Regions from separate parts of the Mus musculus genome. Here region 2 is linked to region 1. A link is a contact called in public HiChIP or PLAC-seq data. All regions are on one chromosome and are shown on one strand. Each heading gives the region's core, a stretch centred on a gene start, on an enhancer-like site or on the middle of the called end of the contact. The rest is flanking DNA. Distances are from core to core; before and after follow the strand shown. Region 1 has its middle 55 kb from the start of Gm45904. Region 2 overlaps 4930571O06Rik (RIKEN cDNA 4930571O06 gene).

The links. HiChIP or PLAC-seq counts read pairs in DNA pulled down with a chosen protein or histone mark.
Region 2: a contact with region 1 is called in a FOXA1 HiChIP or PLAC-seq map of pancreatic cancer cells. The contact joins two enhancer-like sites. A contact is called at or near these places in 5 of 39 promoter capture datasets (3T3-L1-derived adipocytes, liver, maxillary cranial neural crest and 1 more) and 2 of 115 datasets of contacts at active chromatin or transcription factors (embryonic fibroblasts and pancreatic cancer cells).

The regions. Positions count from the first base shown.
Region 1 is chr8:112,974,605-112,979,082 of GRCm38.p6, forward strand. No RefSeq gene overlaps it. Among named protein-coding and RNA genes, the nearest start is that of Gm45904, 55 kb to the left of the region's middle. Within about 2 kb of position 1,952, at least 14 of the 459 cell types and tissues checked have an H3K27ac peak or open chromatin away from gene starts, as enhancers often do. A contact at or near this core is called in embryonic fibroblasts and pancreatic cancer cells, where this site is marked.
Region 2 is chr8:113,521,286-113,525,763 of GRCm38.p6, forward strand. The region is part of intron 1 of 4930571O06Rik (RIKEN cDNA 4930571O06 gene); the gene reads left to right. Among named protein-coding and RNA genes, the nearest start is that of Gm25766, 3.9 kb to the left of the region's middle. Within about 2 kb of position 2,491, at least 28 of the 459 cell types and tissues checked have an H3K27ac peak or open chromatin away from gene starts, as enhancers often do. A contact at or near this core is called in embryonic fibroblasts and pancreatic cancer cells, where this site is marked.

The sequences.
Region 1 (4,478 bases), core at 702-3,201:
ACGTTCAAACATATGGGAGCATGATTCTCCATCCATCCCAATTATGCTCACAGGAAAAGATTAACACTAGAGGTTGCTCTCTCAGGACACACTCTTTAGATCAGAGCTAGCCATAGTCTATTCTGTCTATTCGGATATTCCAGTGTCTTCCTAGTTTCACCTCCTGATTTGGGGGGGGGTGTTATTCTTCTGCCTTCCACGTGGGTCATGGAAGACTATGTGTAAACAGCTAATGAAGCCAAAGGTTGAAGTATTGTTTCTTGGCCACTTTTTAGTGGCCTGGATTCTTGCATTGAGTGCTGAGTAAGCAAATCTCACACTGATTTAACATTGAAATGATTACTTTTAAACTCAGAACTAGTCTGAACTCAGCCTCCCTGTACATAATACTATATACCCTGTCGGATCTCTTATGATTGGAGTTGTACTTGTCTGTGATAAATCATATACAGTTAGTTTGAGAAGCTTTTTTAGGACATCAGGGATCATAACCAAACATTTAGGTTTTATCTTTCCAGTTGCAAGGTTATATCACATAAGTGTTATTAATGACTCACTGTGTGTGTGTGTGTGTGTGTATGTGTCACTGTATGCCAAGTAAATCTTACTTAAAGCCATTGAAAAATAAACATCTCACTTGAATTATTACTAAACCAATCCTTAGTCTTACTTCTGTTTTAGAAAGATCACCCCAACTTAGCCAGCACTAGGCTTTGACTAATTGCCAACATAGTAAATAGGACCATTTATATGTACAGCATCTGGGAGCCCAACCCATAGGATACTTTCCCACACAACAGATATGGTTTTGAATTCTGGCAAGGGCATCAGACAAGTTAGTCAGGAAGACTTCCAACTTGTAGAATTGTGGTAGGCACCTACCTTTGTTCTGGCTATGTGTATAACTTGCATGCATCAGCCCAGCCCTGGATTTAATATAAACAATCTAAATGAACTGGGATAGGATGCCGAGGTTGAGGTCATTTCCAGATCTGTAATCAGTGCACAGCAGAACCCTTTTGGACCCTCATTTATCTTTCAGTTAGTATAGTGGATCAGTCGATATTTGCAAAGAATTCTGGTCAGGGTCAAACGTCTTCAGGGATCCCTGAGGAGGGAGGAATAAATTACAGGGCCACAGTTACCCTTTCATATAATATCTAAAAGGCCATTATGTGCAAAGATTCTCTCTGAAATCTAATTCTTGCCCCAGCCAAGTCAATTTAGGAAAAGTGGACCTGTAGCAGCCAGCTCTGTAATGCTGCCCAAACAGATAAAAGCTTGTGGTTTTGTGTCTGGCCCAGACTGTGTTTGCTGCCTCTATAGAAACAGATGTTTTCCTGTGTGAAACAGCTACTTGTCCACTGACCAAGCTTGCACAAGCTGATAATGGACATGTATGTCTATAATGTTGGGAGGGGGTGGCTGTTACAATGAATCTTCAGCAAGCAGTGTCTAAGATGGTCTCTGATGATCTTTTCTGCCACGCACAAGCCACTTGTCAACACAGACTGGCGTAGTCATTTGCATCAAAATAAGAAAATATGGCAGAGACCAAAATTGGTTGTCTGCTCTGTAATTACTTGACACAGAACACTAACTTCCATATTAGTAACTGATTCTTTCCCAGCTGGCTATGGCCAAACAATTTTTGTCGTTGGAGAGGTCTCCATCACAAGGAACGGAGGACCACATTTAGCAGCTCTCTAGTAACTTGAGGCTCTCAGCTCAGCATCTGAAAGGGAATGAGATGCAAACAGTGACATCATGAATGAGCTCAAAAGTCTTTGTCTAGGTTAGACATCATGGGAGAATCACAGTATCAGAGGAAAAGTTGATTATAGCCATGTGGGAAGCCCTGGGTGGGGAGAGGGTCCAATTTAGCTGAACCCAGATTCCTAACTCATAAAAACCATAACCGCACAAATGAGTGTTTCTTTAGTCATCAAATGAGTCATTAGTTGTTTGGATGCAGTCTCCAGTTACAGCATGAGCACAAAGGACATGTATTCTGACTGTGTCCTCCACTCAGGTCTTATTTTTTTCTTCGACTTGGAAAATAAACACATTCCCTGAGAAGGTTGTGTTTTGGGGTAAATAGTACAAAATTGTTTCCTAGGTAAGGGTGGAAAAAAAGCATTATGGAATAACCCAGGTCAAGAGCTAAGGTTGGCCCCACCTGATGAAACCATTTAATGTGGCCTGCAACTGTGCATTTAAATTATACCTTTCAAACCAGATGGGATCAAACAAAGATAGGGTTTTGCCCCATGTGAGTTGAGGTATAGAATCTATAGGGAGAAGATAGACTGTGAGTTAAATGGGCAAGGTTAATTCACCATGGTAGTGAGCCACATGGAAAGACTGATACAAACAAGAGCTTTCAGTTCAACTGCAATGTAAGTTGGACCCTTCTGGGACATTGCACCCATTACTTGAGGTTTATAATTAAAAACATATATTTTACAGGATTAGCAATTTTGAAATGCCAGATGAACAGGGAGTAGTCAACTCAGAGGGAAAAATATTTAAAGTTAGTTTGTTTTGGAGAGAGTGGGCGATGAAGACTTTGTGAAGTGAGTTTAAAAAAAATCCAACCAACAGACAAAGATACCTAAGAAAACAAACTTCCCTTTCCAATTCTGTTGGTGTGAATAAGAAATGTCCTCTATAGGGTCTTGTGTTTGTACACTTGGTCCCTGGCTGCTGGAGATGTTTGGAGACGTTATAGAACCTTTAAGAAGTATCTATCTGGAAAAAGTATATCACTAGGGCTGGCTTTAAAGTTGTATAACCAGGCAGGCCTCACTTCTTGTAAGCTTCTTGTTGGCTTCCTGTATGTGCTAGGAATGTGATCAGCTAGGTTCCTGCTCCTGCTTTCATGCCTGCCTGGTGCCATGTCTCCTCCATCCTGATGGACTACACCTCCTATGTAACTATATAAGCTAAAATAAATCCCCTCTTCCCTAACTTGCATTTAGGTTAAGATAGTTTATCATAACAACAACAACAAAAATACTAACACACTATGTACATATATTCTGTGCTTGTCAATTCCCCGAAGAATCATATAATAGTATCAACCAGTTAGTATAAAAATAAATACAGCTTTCCAAAATAAAAGCATAAGTGTTTTGAAGAAGTCTTATTGCTCAGTATGGGTACATCAAAAGTCAGAAACACCAGTCACTCGCTTCATCTCCCATCCTTGGGTTAGTTTTGTATTTACACATAAGTAAATGGAATTTGCAAATTTTAAAGATATTGAGTGTGGAAATTTTTAATCATTTTGCAAAAGGAAAAAAAAACATGGCAAAGTGGAATATATAACCTTTACTACATACATAAAATGCGTATACTATACAGTCACAAACAGAGAGACTACCTTTAGATAAAGTCCCTTCCCAGGTTCATGTCCAGATCCCCCTAGACAAAGGAAGGATGTAAACACACCTAGTGGAGTGATGAAAGTTGTAGCCATGTCCATTCCCAGTTGGTTAACATTATATGACTGTAAGCTTAAGTTATCAGTTCAGGTGGAAAGTGAGCAGAGAGTTTGGTGTCTGTTTGTCTTCATAATTGAAATAGAAATTTGCGTGAGCCAGGGCCACAAGGCTCTATTTTGTGATTCTTGATGGAATAAAAATATGCATATGCTATCATTAGGAAACATCTAAGACCATTTGGAACATTTCTTGAAGTCTTAGCTTTGCAATACACATTAGCAGAGGCTTTAATTGAGTGGAATGGTACCTTTAGATCTGAGGCAATTAGTCCTATCTCCCCAAGTTCTCTAAATTCTGTTTCTCCATTAACCTGGAGATGAGATGAACCAGAGACACGGTCTTCTGCCACCACCATGGGACCTTTTTACCTGAAACACTGCTTTCCACTAGTGTCACTGCATCTTAATGAGGGCTTGGAACATGAAACAAGATGAAGCCTACGTGCTGTAGTATGGGTGTGTTGAAAGGGTGAGGAGTTTTTCATCAGATCTGTTTTGAGAGCCTCACCGGGGGCTGCTTCTGATACAGGAATGATGTCGTTTCCCATGAGCACCTGCTTATGGTGCATCTCTCTCTAGGACTCGGCTGTGCAGAGGTCAGTGTGCTCATAGACTTCACCTTCTTTCTGGGGGCTTTAGCTTCTTTTTCCTTTTTAAAAATAACTTAATTTCTAAAAAATCATTATTTAATACATAATAATTATTCTCATTAATCTAGTGTACTTTCACTCTCCATATAACTAATTCAGACTCTACATATTTTTGAAACTTGCTATAAATCATCTTTGGAAGAAATCAGGATAAATTATTAAAAATTAAATATCAGAATTGTGAATACCTGTAATATGTCCATATCTTTGAGGTTATACAATTTAAAATAGGTATATTTACTGTTATAGGGGTGAATATTAAAATATACCATGAAACATATTAAAGTGAGCTAATTTATTATGAATGAACATAACCCATTTAA
Region 2 (4,478 bases), core at 1,241-3,740, 550 kb after region 1:
TACACTTGGCTCTCTCCCTTCACAACTCAGGGCCGGCCATGCATCACATATGTGTCACAGGTTGGCATCTTCTTTGAAGAGCCCACCAGAATAGTCAGCATACCTCCCCTGCTTCCCCCGACCCCATCCATGTCTCCAACAATGCGCCTCACTGAGCTCCCAGCCTCTATGGCTCCTCCTCTTGAGTTCCTCTGATTCTCCGACTATAGAGCTGATGCCTTTTTCTCAGGGAAGGGCTCCTGTGACTGTCACGTCACTTAACTTTCTTCTGTTTTAGTTTGCTCCCCATATTTATTACTTCAACTTTTTACATCTACGTGGCTGCCTGTCCATTGTCATCTCCCTGCTCCAGAAGGTGAGACCCTTGAGAACTGAAGGCTCATATGCCTTCCCAGGTTTCCTCTCCACACCTCTCATACTGACCAACTCCCATGCGTGCAATCACCTACAGCAACCTATTCACACCTGGCTTCCAGCAGCCACAGAAATTTTGTGCATCGCCCCCCTCCTCTGACTGCATCCCTTCCGTGATTTCCCCACAGCTCTGCCAATAAGCCCGGCTTCTTGATATCCTTGAGGCTTATAATATCCTCCTTCCCAGACCTTTTTGTTCTCTGCTGACTTTGATTAGTGATGCTTCCCACTTGCTCCACTGGGTCTGGCCTGTGATTAGGCCACGGCTAACCAGAAACAAAAGTCTGGAATTCCGATGACTAGCCAGAAATGACACTACAGAGCCCAGAGGGCCATGAAGAGGATAGTCTGAATACTGAGCAAGCAGTCCCTGAGCCTTCGTGGATGAGGGACAAGCCTGTGTCCTAAGCTCTAGAGAGACAGGGCCATTTCTGTCTTCTGCTTGATTTCATGGTGAAAGCAGGCTGGGCTCTGATTTAAGGGCTTGTCAGTAGTGACATCTGTGGAAGAAAGCAGAATAAGATGGAGCCCTAATTGGCATAGCAATAGTAGAGGAAGCAGAAAGCACTCGATTTTCCCTAGACTTAGAAGGAAGAAGGCCCTAAATCTCAGATGCTGTGACGAATAAACAAGATGCCTAGGAGAATGCCAGAGGCAGTGGGATGCTACAGAGAGCTAGGGTCTACAGGAAAGGAACAATATGGAGCAAGCACTGACTTCGTGATGGAGCTGGAATTTGAACCCTGCATTTTCTGCCTCCACACCCTTATTTGGATAAGACACAGTTGGTGGTCAGAGCACTGATACCCATGTTGTTCTCTAGAGTTTGACATGGGAGCTGGGGCAGCACTCAGACTTACTGATGGCTATCTAGTGCTGGGAACACCGTTTTAGACTATGTTACATTACCATCTCTTGAAAAGGTCTATGCTCCCCAGGGGGTTATCTATTACCAGTGGAAGCACAGAGCTGAGACCAAAATTCAGTATGTCTTACTTGGACTCATCCAATCACAGAATGTTCTAGGATCTCCAAACACTGTGAGTTGAGACTAAATCTCCTATCCCATGTGCCTACTCTCTTGAATATTTGATATCTACTAACTGTTCAAAACAATCTCAAATAATGTTCTTGTAAACTTGGATATAACAGAAGGAAAGCAATAGTTTAAGCAGACATAAAATCAAATGAGCTTGTTTTTAAAGTAAAATAAATTCAAGTCTTTCAAACACACTTTGATAAAATAGTTTTCTGATCGACCTCTCTAATCATTTCTAAGTTAATAATTTCTTCTCCAGACAAACTCACTCATCAGCCGATAAAGCATTCATTCTATCAGCCATCTGCCCATACATCATACACCTTGTGGCTACCTATTACTAGTTGCAAACACTAATCTTGGGTCTGAAGATCTAAGGCCTAACAGGGCAGGACTCTATCCACAAAGGAATTTATAGTCTAGTAGGAGATACTGAGAATAAATCAGCAAGTTGATTGTTATGGCAACACACCTTATGTGTAGTAAAGGATGGAGAAGGGGAAATGAGGAGAGCAAGAGAGGGAAAGATAGGAAAAGATTCACATAGCAGGGGAGGATACACCAGAGTGGAGAGTGAAACCATTTAAAAGCTGAGAACTAAGTGACGAAACACAGAAGGGGTCTAAATGGAATTCTCATACCAAGAATTTTCAAAGGATGTTTAGTCTGTGTTTCGGTGGAGACACAGATTTATCTGGATATAAAAATACACAAGGTGGCTAGTGCTTTGCCCAGACTGTTCTAATCCATGTCCTCGATCTGTGCTCTGCTCCTACTGTGCTGAGAGAGATCTTTGGTACCCTTAGGTCCATTTCTTCAAAGACTTCCTGGCCAGTAACTGCTCAGTTCCTGGTTCCTGAGACTCTTTTTCTAACCCCTTAGTCCATGTTCAGAGTTCTATTTTACTAAAGAAACTAACTTAAAGTCATTGTGGTGGTTTGAATGAAAATAGCTCCCAGTGATGCATATGGAGTGGCATTTTGGAGGTGTGGTCTTGTTGGAGGAAGTGTCACAGGGAGTGGCCTTTGAGGTCAAGCCTGGACCCATGACTCACCTTCTCTTCCTGCTGCTTTCAGATCCAGATGGAGAACTCTCGGCTCCTCTCAGCACCATGTCTGCCTACTTGAGGACAAACACTGATGTGTTCATGAGTCTTAAGTTATTTCTAGGTTCAAAGTTATCTGACAACAGAATTCACTTGGATGGTTACAAATCCATTGCTTATCAAAGTGTCTGCTTGTGAAGGGAGTTCTACAAAGTAAATTTATCAAATCGCAGCAATAACAAAGCTCTGATTTGTTTTTATTTAGCTTTAATTCTGTTGACCTTGTTCAATAGCAACATGAATCTGTGTTGGTTGGTCCTGAAAATGTCTAAGTTTATAAATATCTATAAAGATCATAAGGATTAGTCATTTATATTATGAGCTCAGCTTGAGTTAATATTCTTACCCACTTATGTCCTCCATTTAGGATCTTGATCTTTCTTTCCCTTTTTTTCTGATATTATTTTAAGTCCTGTTACAGTGTGATGGTTTCCTTTGCATCAGGCGTAGTGCCAGGAATTTTCTAGAAGGGATACGTAGCCTAAGTTTTAGTGGATAAATAGAAGCTATCTGAGTAGACCAGTTAGTACAAAAGAGGGCCAAAGCTTGGCTCAAACATCCCTAAATCTAAATCTCACACCCTTCCTCTGCCCTGGTTGTCTTGTTTTTAGAACTGACCTAGCTTATACCCTTAAGCTTGCCACTTCATGCACTTGCTGGTCACTGATGCTTCAACAGCTGGTTTCAGAGAGATAGACAGACAGACAGACCCAAGATCTTAAATGCCAATGCTATTCTGAGTAGAATTTATTGTCTCTTTTGTATTATTGCTTTCAAATGTAAAAATTATATTTTTGTTTATCATACACTTATCTTTTGAATTCACACGGCTTAGAGCAAATGTTGAGATAACTTTCAGTGCTTCAACTACGTTCTACCTGTCCTTTACCTCCAGTGTCCTTCGTGAATGTTTCGGTTTTTGGTTTGTTTGTGTCTTTTGCGTTAGCTACTGCTCCAAAGATCGTAAAGGGACAATGGCAGGATCTGATCTCAGGTTTTAATAGGAAGTGGCCTTAATGCTTTATTCTTCAAAATATCATCTGCTGTTTTGGGACCTAGCATTTGTTATTTTCCAGTGGCCTTCTTCTCATCCTTCCTCCGTACAGTGATCCACAATAGCTTTTGCATTTTACTGAATAGCCTTTCAGCTGCGATTGATATGCCTGGGATTGTTGATATAATAAAATATGTTGATAAAGTCTGTGATTCCGAAGTCCTTGTGCTACTGGAATGCATTTCATTTGCCGTATCATATAATTTAAAAAATGGATATCTGGACTCAGACATCTAATAGTTTATTTGAAATACTTCCTTTTATATCTGTAATTGGAGTCCATGTAATTTTCTCTTGTGTGCTATCTTCATGATACTTTAGGCAATGAATTAAAGACATATCATTTTTCCCCCTGTGGAATGGAATTATTTAAATAACGTAAGAATTACATGACGTCTCCGTTTAGATTGAAAGCAGCAGTAAAACCAGCTGAACCTGCCACCCTATCTGGATATGGTTACTGGAATACTCAGAACTTTCTTCTATTTGGGGTCAAATGGTGTATTTTATGTTTGATAACAAACTATTTCTCAAAGATTTTGAACATGTATTATCTTGGTTTGTGTGAGATGCCTTTTAATATGCATTCTTAAGCTTTTCTGTATTTGTAGATGATAATTTAGTGTTGGCATCTAGAGCCCTTCTCTCTTTCCCTCTCTGTCTCTCTGTCTCTGTCTCTGTCTCTCTCTCTCTTTCTCTCTCTCACACAGACACAGACACACACATTCAGTTTTACTAGTTATTATTCATTTCAAAGATGATGCTATTTCAAGTCCTGAATTTATTTTGCATCATATTACATGGATTATAAAATATATTGCAAAAACTAAGTGTCTGTGTCTTAAGATAAAGGCTAGTTTTTATCT